Linked DNA regions of Arachis hypogaea: region 1 is linked to region 2. A link is a contact called in public Hi-C data. All regions are on one chromosome and are shown on one strand. Each heading gives the region's core, a stretch centred on a gene start, on an enhancer-like site or on the middle of the called end of the contact. The rest is flanking DNA. Distances are from core to core; before and after follow the strand shown.

What was found. A called contact is a pair of places that touch in the nucleus more often than the background predicts.
Region 1: a Hi-C map of leaf shows a contact between it and region 2, with 2.3 times the contacts expected there. The contact joins the enhancer-like site here to the promoter of LOC112718193 in region 2. A contact is called at or near these places in 2 of 8 Hi-C or Micro-C datasets (leaf and an unstated tissue).

What each region holds. Positions count from the first base shown.
Region 1 is chr10:17,032,268-17,036,248 of arahy.Tifrunner.gnm2.J5K5, forward strand. No RefSeq gene overlaps it. Among protein-coding and RNA genes, the nearest start is that of LOC114924527, 43 kb to the right of the region's middle. Within about 2 kb of position 1,389, at least 3 of the 3 cell types and tissues checked have open chromatin away from gene starts, as enhancers often do.
Region 2 is chr10:16,910,238-16,914,088 of arahy.Tifrunner.gnm2.J5K5, forward strand. It overlaps LOC112718193, which reads left to right and starts at 1,291. Exons shown (of 6, transcript XM_072204672.1): 1 at 1,291-1,588; 2 at 2,183-2,511; 3 at 2,641-3,003; 4 at 3,088-3,174; 5 at 3,247-3,378; 6 at 3,765-3,851. The coding sequence starts at 1,406. The coding sequence ends at 2,779.

The DNA of each region.
Region 1 (3,981 bases), core at 139-2,638, 120 kb after region 2:
GCAGTTTGAAGCAAGTCATTATAGAGGGGGTGATAATGGTAAGGTAGGGTAGGATTTGGATCCAACTATAATTTTATTTGTAGGTTAAGATTTTTATATAAACTTAACTCTATTCGACCCACAGATTAAGAATATCCAACCCTAGTTTTACTATTTTTAATCCGTGGATACTCAATTCTATCCGCAAGTTATCAAATAGATGCAATATTATTATATAACTTGATAATAATTTAAAATAAAATTGAATTTATGTTAAAAAATGTATTAAATTATCAATTAATGATATTCTTTTAATGACTAAAAATATTTTATATTTAGTGAGAGATCTTTGATTCAACATCTACTTAAAATACACACACATAGCGCAGGTTACGAAAACTTTACCTACTTCTTATTCTATCCTATTCACTGCAGATCAGATTGGTAACTCTATTCGATTAGATTGGGTACTCGTAAGTAGGTGCATGCTGCCACCTGTATCATTATAATACATGATGCGACCTACATTAAGGAGTTTAATTTATTAAAAAAAATAAATATATAGTATTGTCATATTCAGGGTTAAATTGTTTGACATTAATGATTCTATGTGTGTATGTGACTGATTTAGTTATAAGTAATTTGCATTATGCAGTTTTAAGCTACACAATACAAAGTATAAATATGTTTTTGTAATATTTATTAAGTGTCTTTTCTAAAAAAATTTAATTTTTAATAAAATAAAATAAATTTTAAAATATTCACTTTTTTTTGCTATTTTAAGAAAAACTAATTTTTTTAAAGAGTGAAAATAATCATTTCCTCATATAGCGCTGGTTTCACAAAATTCATGTAACTTAATTGTAAAACGCAAAACTGCATCATTTTTCAAAGTATTTTAACACATTTTACAAGAGTTAAAACACTGTGCTAATTAAAAAAAACCTATAATTTATTGTTTTTTGTGGTGTTCGCATACAATTTACCAGTAATGGTGGTAATTCAAAAGAATGTTAATGAATGCTTTAACAATCTATGTGTGGATAAAAATTTAGATTAAGTTCTGAATAGCTGTATCTCAACACGATGCTACTAGAAATAATGTGAGATTGGATTCGATTTACATATTCACAGTGTTTATTCAAATTCAATCTAAAAATTGTAAATATGAATTTGATCTGCAAAATTATCGGATTGAATTGGATCAAATCGGCACACTAATAGAATTAGATTGCGAATTTTATGTAAGTATTCGCAGATCCGTGAATCCACAAAATAAATAAATAAATAAATATTTTTTTATATTCTATTTCAACGAACAATTATTATATGGCCAATGCTACGGTGATGAAAAAGTTATTCTTCTTCAGCTGCTGAAGCGATGTGGAGGAGTCATCTGGCTGACGCGTGTGACATTGTTTCCCATATAGAGACATTGGCTGTTTGGAGACATATGATGCGCAGTTAATATCGCAGAAAGAGATTAATTAGGTGAGAAATTTTTCATACCTAATAATGATTATTATGATGTTGGACTTTTTTGTGCATAGTAAGTATAAGATTTTTGGTATATTGTGTAGTAGGCTTTTTGTTCGTTTATTGCACTGTTAGTGCAGAGAGGTAAAATTTTGGTTAGTTGGAGAAAATAAAAAGATTTTTGGTGAACATGATTCTTAATTATTGAAAGAAGTATATATATATATATATATATATATATAAAATAATGATTGTGATGTTGGATTTTTTTGTGCATAACTAGTATAGGATTTTTGGTATATTGTGTAGTGGGCTTTTTGTTCGTTTATTGCACTTAGTGTAAGAGAGTTAAAATTTTGGTTAGTTGGAGAAAATAAAAAGGTTTTTGGTGAACATGATTCTTAATTATTGAAAGAAGTATATATATGGTAGTAATTGTTAATTTAGTAAGAAAAATTATAAATAAAATTTAAAATGTTGTTTCACATCCAATAACTACAATTTTGATAAGTTAAAAGGTTCAAAGGTAATTTTATATGTAATTATCTTTAGTTTTTTATTTAAAACATAATATATTTTCTTATTATTTTGGTGTAGGGTTTAAGGATATTAATTAAGATTTTTTATTTAGGATTAATGTATATAATTTAGACTTTGTAGCTTAGGATTTTAGGTTTAGGATTAAGATTATTGTATATGATTTAGGATTTGAAAATTAGAATTTAGGATTTAGAATTTATAAATTATGGTATTTATGGAGTTTAGAGTTTATTAGATTATGATCTAGTATTTATGGTGTTAGGATTTAGGTTTTAATTTAAGAAGTTAAGGATTTTAGATTTAAAGTTAAGAGTTTAATGAATGTGATTGCATGTTTAGGATTTAGGATTCAAGATTCAAAGAAATTAGTGTCGAGAGAGTTTAGAATTTATACTTTAGAATTGAAGTTTGAAGGTAAGAGAGAGAGTTTATTGTTTAAGGTCGAAATTTAAAAATTGACAAGATTTAAAATTTTGAATAATTAAAAATGTATGACCTTAATTTAAAAAAGAATTGTTTCAATTAAAATGTAAATAGGTATTCATTAAACCAACTAAGAATGATTATAAAGTATCTAACGAAAATATAAAAATATATTTAATTTATTACGTTAATTGGTTTCATTAATATATAATTGGATAAAGTTTGCATTAATTAAATTAAACGAATTTATAGTCAGTATTGTGCAGTTTATGTTATTAAAAATGGTGTGGCCGAAATATTTTTAACTGTGACTATAGACTAGTCTCTGTTGGATATAAATTTTTTTTATAATTAAGTTTAATTATTATTTTTTGATGTCTCCCATAAGTTATTTTTTATAATATTAATGTACAATTTGTAAATACCAGAAATCGATTAATGATTTTATTAAATATTAAGGTTACGAAAATAATAAAAAATAATAGAAATAAAATACAATAAAAAAACATAAAATAAATTTAAATCTTTAAACCCTACGAATTTTGATAATCATTGTGTTTGTCGTGCAGAGGCAGACTAGGCAGGATTTGATTATGAAGTTGTTATTAAAGAATAGGTGTAAATGGTTGCTAGACTTTCCCATTTATTTTTTTATATAAAAATTCAAACGGCACCGTTTCGGCTCATGCTGTTACTCTTCTTTTTATTTTTGAATTCTCATTTTCTTTTGATGCCCAAATAGCTATACGATTCACAGACTTCTTGAAGATTTTGTCATTCCTTTTAAAATATGTGCTCAAAATGATAACAATGAAACTAAACTGACTAACATTCTATCACGTAACCTTATGGTCATTCAACTCTAGATCGACCAGTTCCACAATAATGACACAGTAGCGCCTTTCTTTTCTTCCAACTGCCCACGTCATTGAAAACACCCATGTAGCAAAGAGGAACTTGAGATATTTCCGATAACAAACTCAACTATTCCCACACAGCAAGCTTCTCTTCGCTTATATGCACACCATACACCAAGGTAACCGCAGAAATAGAAATTATTCTTTGTTACTTCCCCGTTGTATAGACAACATTGTCTCTTCTTTGTAACAATTACTCAACCTAAACATGATATCATCCCACGTTATTAATAAACCTTCAGAAGCACACCTTCCGATCCCACAAATTCTAAACCCACCGCATCATTACCCCAAAATTATACTAAATCAAACTTTGTAATCACCTCGTGCACCACTGTATTCTCATCGTCTAAATTTGAATGATGTACTGCATCACCCCTCATCAGATATATGCTAACATGCATGCTGCCTACCAATGCCACGCAAACTAGCATGGATCTCATTAACTACACTTGGTGAAATATTTTTCTCCGCTATGCAGTTTGAACAATTCTCCGTACCTCTGCCGTTCTCCTTTCTGGCTTCATTCTGCTCGTCGGGTGCATGAGGTGCTTCACGCTCCTCCCTGTCCTCCACTCCATCAAACTGAGCATGGACACCACGGACCGTTGGAGCAGCTGGAGATTGTACTGGAGCGACAACGAGA
Region 2 (3,851 bases), core at 41-2,540:
AATGAATTGCATTTGGCAATTAAGAGAGAATTTCAGAAGAAAACTACAACCCAACTGCGGGACTTTGTCTTTGCTTATCTGATAGAGACCGAGCAACAGAGGATGACCTTTAGAAGATACTTTATCATGGTTGTTTTGAAGATGTTTCTGAACTCCACAAGCCAGCAGACTATTTCTCCGTGACACCTCCCACCGATATTGGATGTCTCGAACCCAAAAAGGTTTCATTGGCCATATCACATGTTAAAGTGGCTACGAGATGCGATAAGAAAATTACAAGACGAGAATCAGGAAACATGCGGTGGGTGCATGTTTGTGTTGCTGGTAATGGCAATAAATTACTTAAATTTAAAACCCATGTACGGCTGTAGGTGTAATTCTTAAAATTTAAGTTATTTCTTTATATGTTTTGTACTTTCAGCGCTTAAAGCATGGTCTGCTGCATGAATGTCGAGTACTCGAGCCTTGGAATGTTGAATGGACCACTAATGAACTTGATAAGAAGGCCGACCATGTTATCTCACAGGTTCAATCTCTAATAATGCATTTTTTATAATCTAGTTGAACAAAAGTGCATTTGGCAGTTCACGTTGTTTGTTTTCATCTCTTTGTTGCCCAATGTTGAACACACAGGGTTGCATAGTCAACGATGCAAGGAAAAAGAGAAAACAAAAGAAACATTCTTCGAGTAAAGCAGTTAACGAGAAAGGTAGGTGTAAAAGGCCCCGCAAGGACCCTGACCAATCACCGCCTACCAAAGAGAAGACTACACCTCATCCAAATTATAAGGAGGCGCAAAAGGTGATTTGCTTTCCTTATGTTAGCTCGCGAGCTCATTTATTTGGATCCTTACTTATTTGATAGCATGGTTGATCCTTATCATAGAATTTGCCATTACAAAATTGTAAAGTTAATTCATTATGTGGCTGCATGGCTTGTTTTGATGTATGTTGTTTATTAATGAACGTTTGGGAGAGCTGACTTCAATTACCATGAACGATATTTACATGTTTTTATGTTGAAGGCTTGTTTGATTACATTTGTTGTGCCTTATTTTTATTGAGGTTTTATTTGAGTCAAGTTTGTTAAGTAAACAGATGGATTTAAAATGCTCTAATTAGGTTCTGATCTGAACTGGATAGATAACGTATGATATCTTTATTTGGATGGCTTTTTATGTATGAAAGAATTGCTTTATGGGGCTTCCAAGTTGATTGATTCTGTGAAAATAGATTTCATTGATGATTGGTGTGGTTGTAATTGAGGATGTTCGCATGTAGTAGGGTTTTAGGTGTTCACTATAGTAGGGCTTTAGATGGTTGGTTTTGATGATAGATTGCAACTTTGTTCTGTTTGCCTTGTGCCATAAGGTTCACATTAGTTTTTTCCATCTATTTGTTGTCCCATGTTGAACACACAGGGTTGCCTAGTCAACAGTGCAATTAAAGAGAAAAAACAGAAGGAACAGTCCTCGAGTAAAGCAATTAACGAGAAAAGAGGGTGTAAAAAGCCCCGCAAAGAAACTGACAAATCTCCGTCTACCCAAGCCAAGACTACATCTCAGCAAAGCTATAAGGAAGCGGATAAGGTGATGTATTTTCTTCATGATAGCTCATGCGCTAATTTGAATTTGATGTTCACTATAGTTGGGTTTTGGTTGTTCACTTTAGTAGGGTTTTGGATGGTTGTTTTTTATGATAGATAGAGAGTTACTCGATTATAGGATTGGATGGTTGTTTTTATTCATAGATCTTCAGTTTGTATAATTGGAAGGTAACTTTACTATGGAATCAAATGTTTGGTTTTGATGGATGATGTTTGGAAATGAAAATTGGGAGAGTTGTTTGCAACGGTCGGTTTTGATTCTTAATTTAGATTGTCTTTGTTATGTAGACAAATGCATTTAAGATGCTAAAAGGGGTTTATGCTTTGAATTGGATTGCTAATTTGTTATTCATTTTTGTTAGTATTTTCATGCATCCTTCTTAATCTTTGTATATTCCTTCATTGGCTAGTGTGAAACATGCTGTGATGTGCATGTAGTTGTTAACTCTTTTGGTTAATTAGAATAAATTGTGTTATTATCATGTGTGTTTATTTTTTCATTCAAATGACAATATCTATGATGAAGAGTATCAGTATTTTTTATGCAAATGACGATATGCATGCATTTACACCACAGGAATCCAAGACTGGTACGAGGAGAAAGTTGCCTGTCCGCAAAAACCGATCTAGACGCGGCAACAAAAAAGCAATTCTAAGAGAAAATTTACCAGGAAGCAATGGTGCACCATTGGTAGTCGCAGATTCTGATGATGATGACGACGTGCCGCTTGCTAGAAGGATACAGTTATTCCAACAGCAGCCTCTGCCACATGATGTAAAACAAGCGGATCCCGTGGTCAAGGGCAATCTTAATAGTCCTCAAGAAGAAAATACTGACCTCAAAAGTGGATCTCCACACACACCGCCAGCAGCACTTGTACAGCTCAGTGACTATGATTTTGACCGGTTAGTGATTTTTGGATTACCTTGCTGTATGTTTATCTTCTTTATTTTTCATACCCGTGCCATGTGATTACCCGTCTAGCTAGGCATAACTTGTTATTTTATCTAAATTCATGTTGCATTCGTTTGCAGCGAATTCGATATCTCAATAATGTTGAACAAGGGTGCGAAACAAATGCCATCATCATGCAGCCCCTGCAAATGGTGTTGCCAAATAAATCAAGCTACCATACACCGAGTCCAGGGAGATCGAGCTTTTCACTCGATTTAACTCAGTTTGAAAAGACTCTAACCCCTTCCCTGATACATTCAATTCATCCAACGCTAAGAAATATAAAGTTGGGGGAGACTAAGGAGGAACAAATCAGAACATGGATAGTTAGCTCGTCCTTGGACGAAGATCAAGATTTAGCTAAGTATGAAGGGCGGGACTACATGGTATTACAAAGGAAGAACTTCTGGTCCTTGAAACCCCGCAGTTGGGTCAACAGCTGCGTAAGTATATGAACTTAATCATGTGTTTTTATTCACTATCTTTATATCGGGATTTAGCTTACACTAGCTAAATAAATTGTGTAGGTAATTCAATGGATGTGCTACTCTTTAAACGACACCGAGTCATCTAGATTCAAGCGAGATTTCTATTGTGTGTGTCCAAGCATATTGGTAATTACATTCTTCTCATTACAATTTGGAAAAGATTTTGTCGGGATTCTTACTATGTGTGTGGGTTTGCAGGAATCAGTCACATGAAATGATAGTCTTGCTTCATTTATTGACGGTGTGAGACCAATTTATGCTGGTCTTAGTCTAAGCTATGGTGAGGATACTAGGTTCTTTGACAAGGCAGTAGCAGCAAAGAGAAATTGGGTGAGTTGCTATTTTGTTTTGAACTGTTTATATCCTCCTTGAACCCGGTATTGGTTTATGCAGATTGTTTATTATTTTACCACGATTTGTATACGTGACCTAACCCATGCTTTTGATTCAACTAATAAAAACATGGTTAAATTTGGAACGGGGGGTCACTGTGACCAATTTTTCTTATGGGTGTTTTTATTTGCATATTTTGGTATTGGGTTTTCCCATGTTATTACGTTGATTGACTTTATCATACTATGCTGTTGGAAATAGGTTGTCATATAATTCGAGGATGTTTGGTTATTGAATGCTCGAGGGAGATCAATAGGTTTTTTTGGGGTTTTCTTTTTCTTTACTTACGAGACAAACTCATTCATATGTACTGTTTGCTGCAGTGGTTATTTCTTTATTGTTGGAGGGGCCATTGGTGGGTATATGCATTTGAGGTGAATGCGAAGCGCATAGTTATACTCGACAGTTTG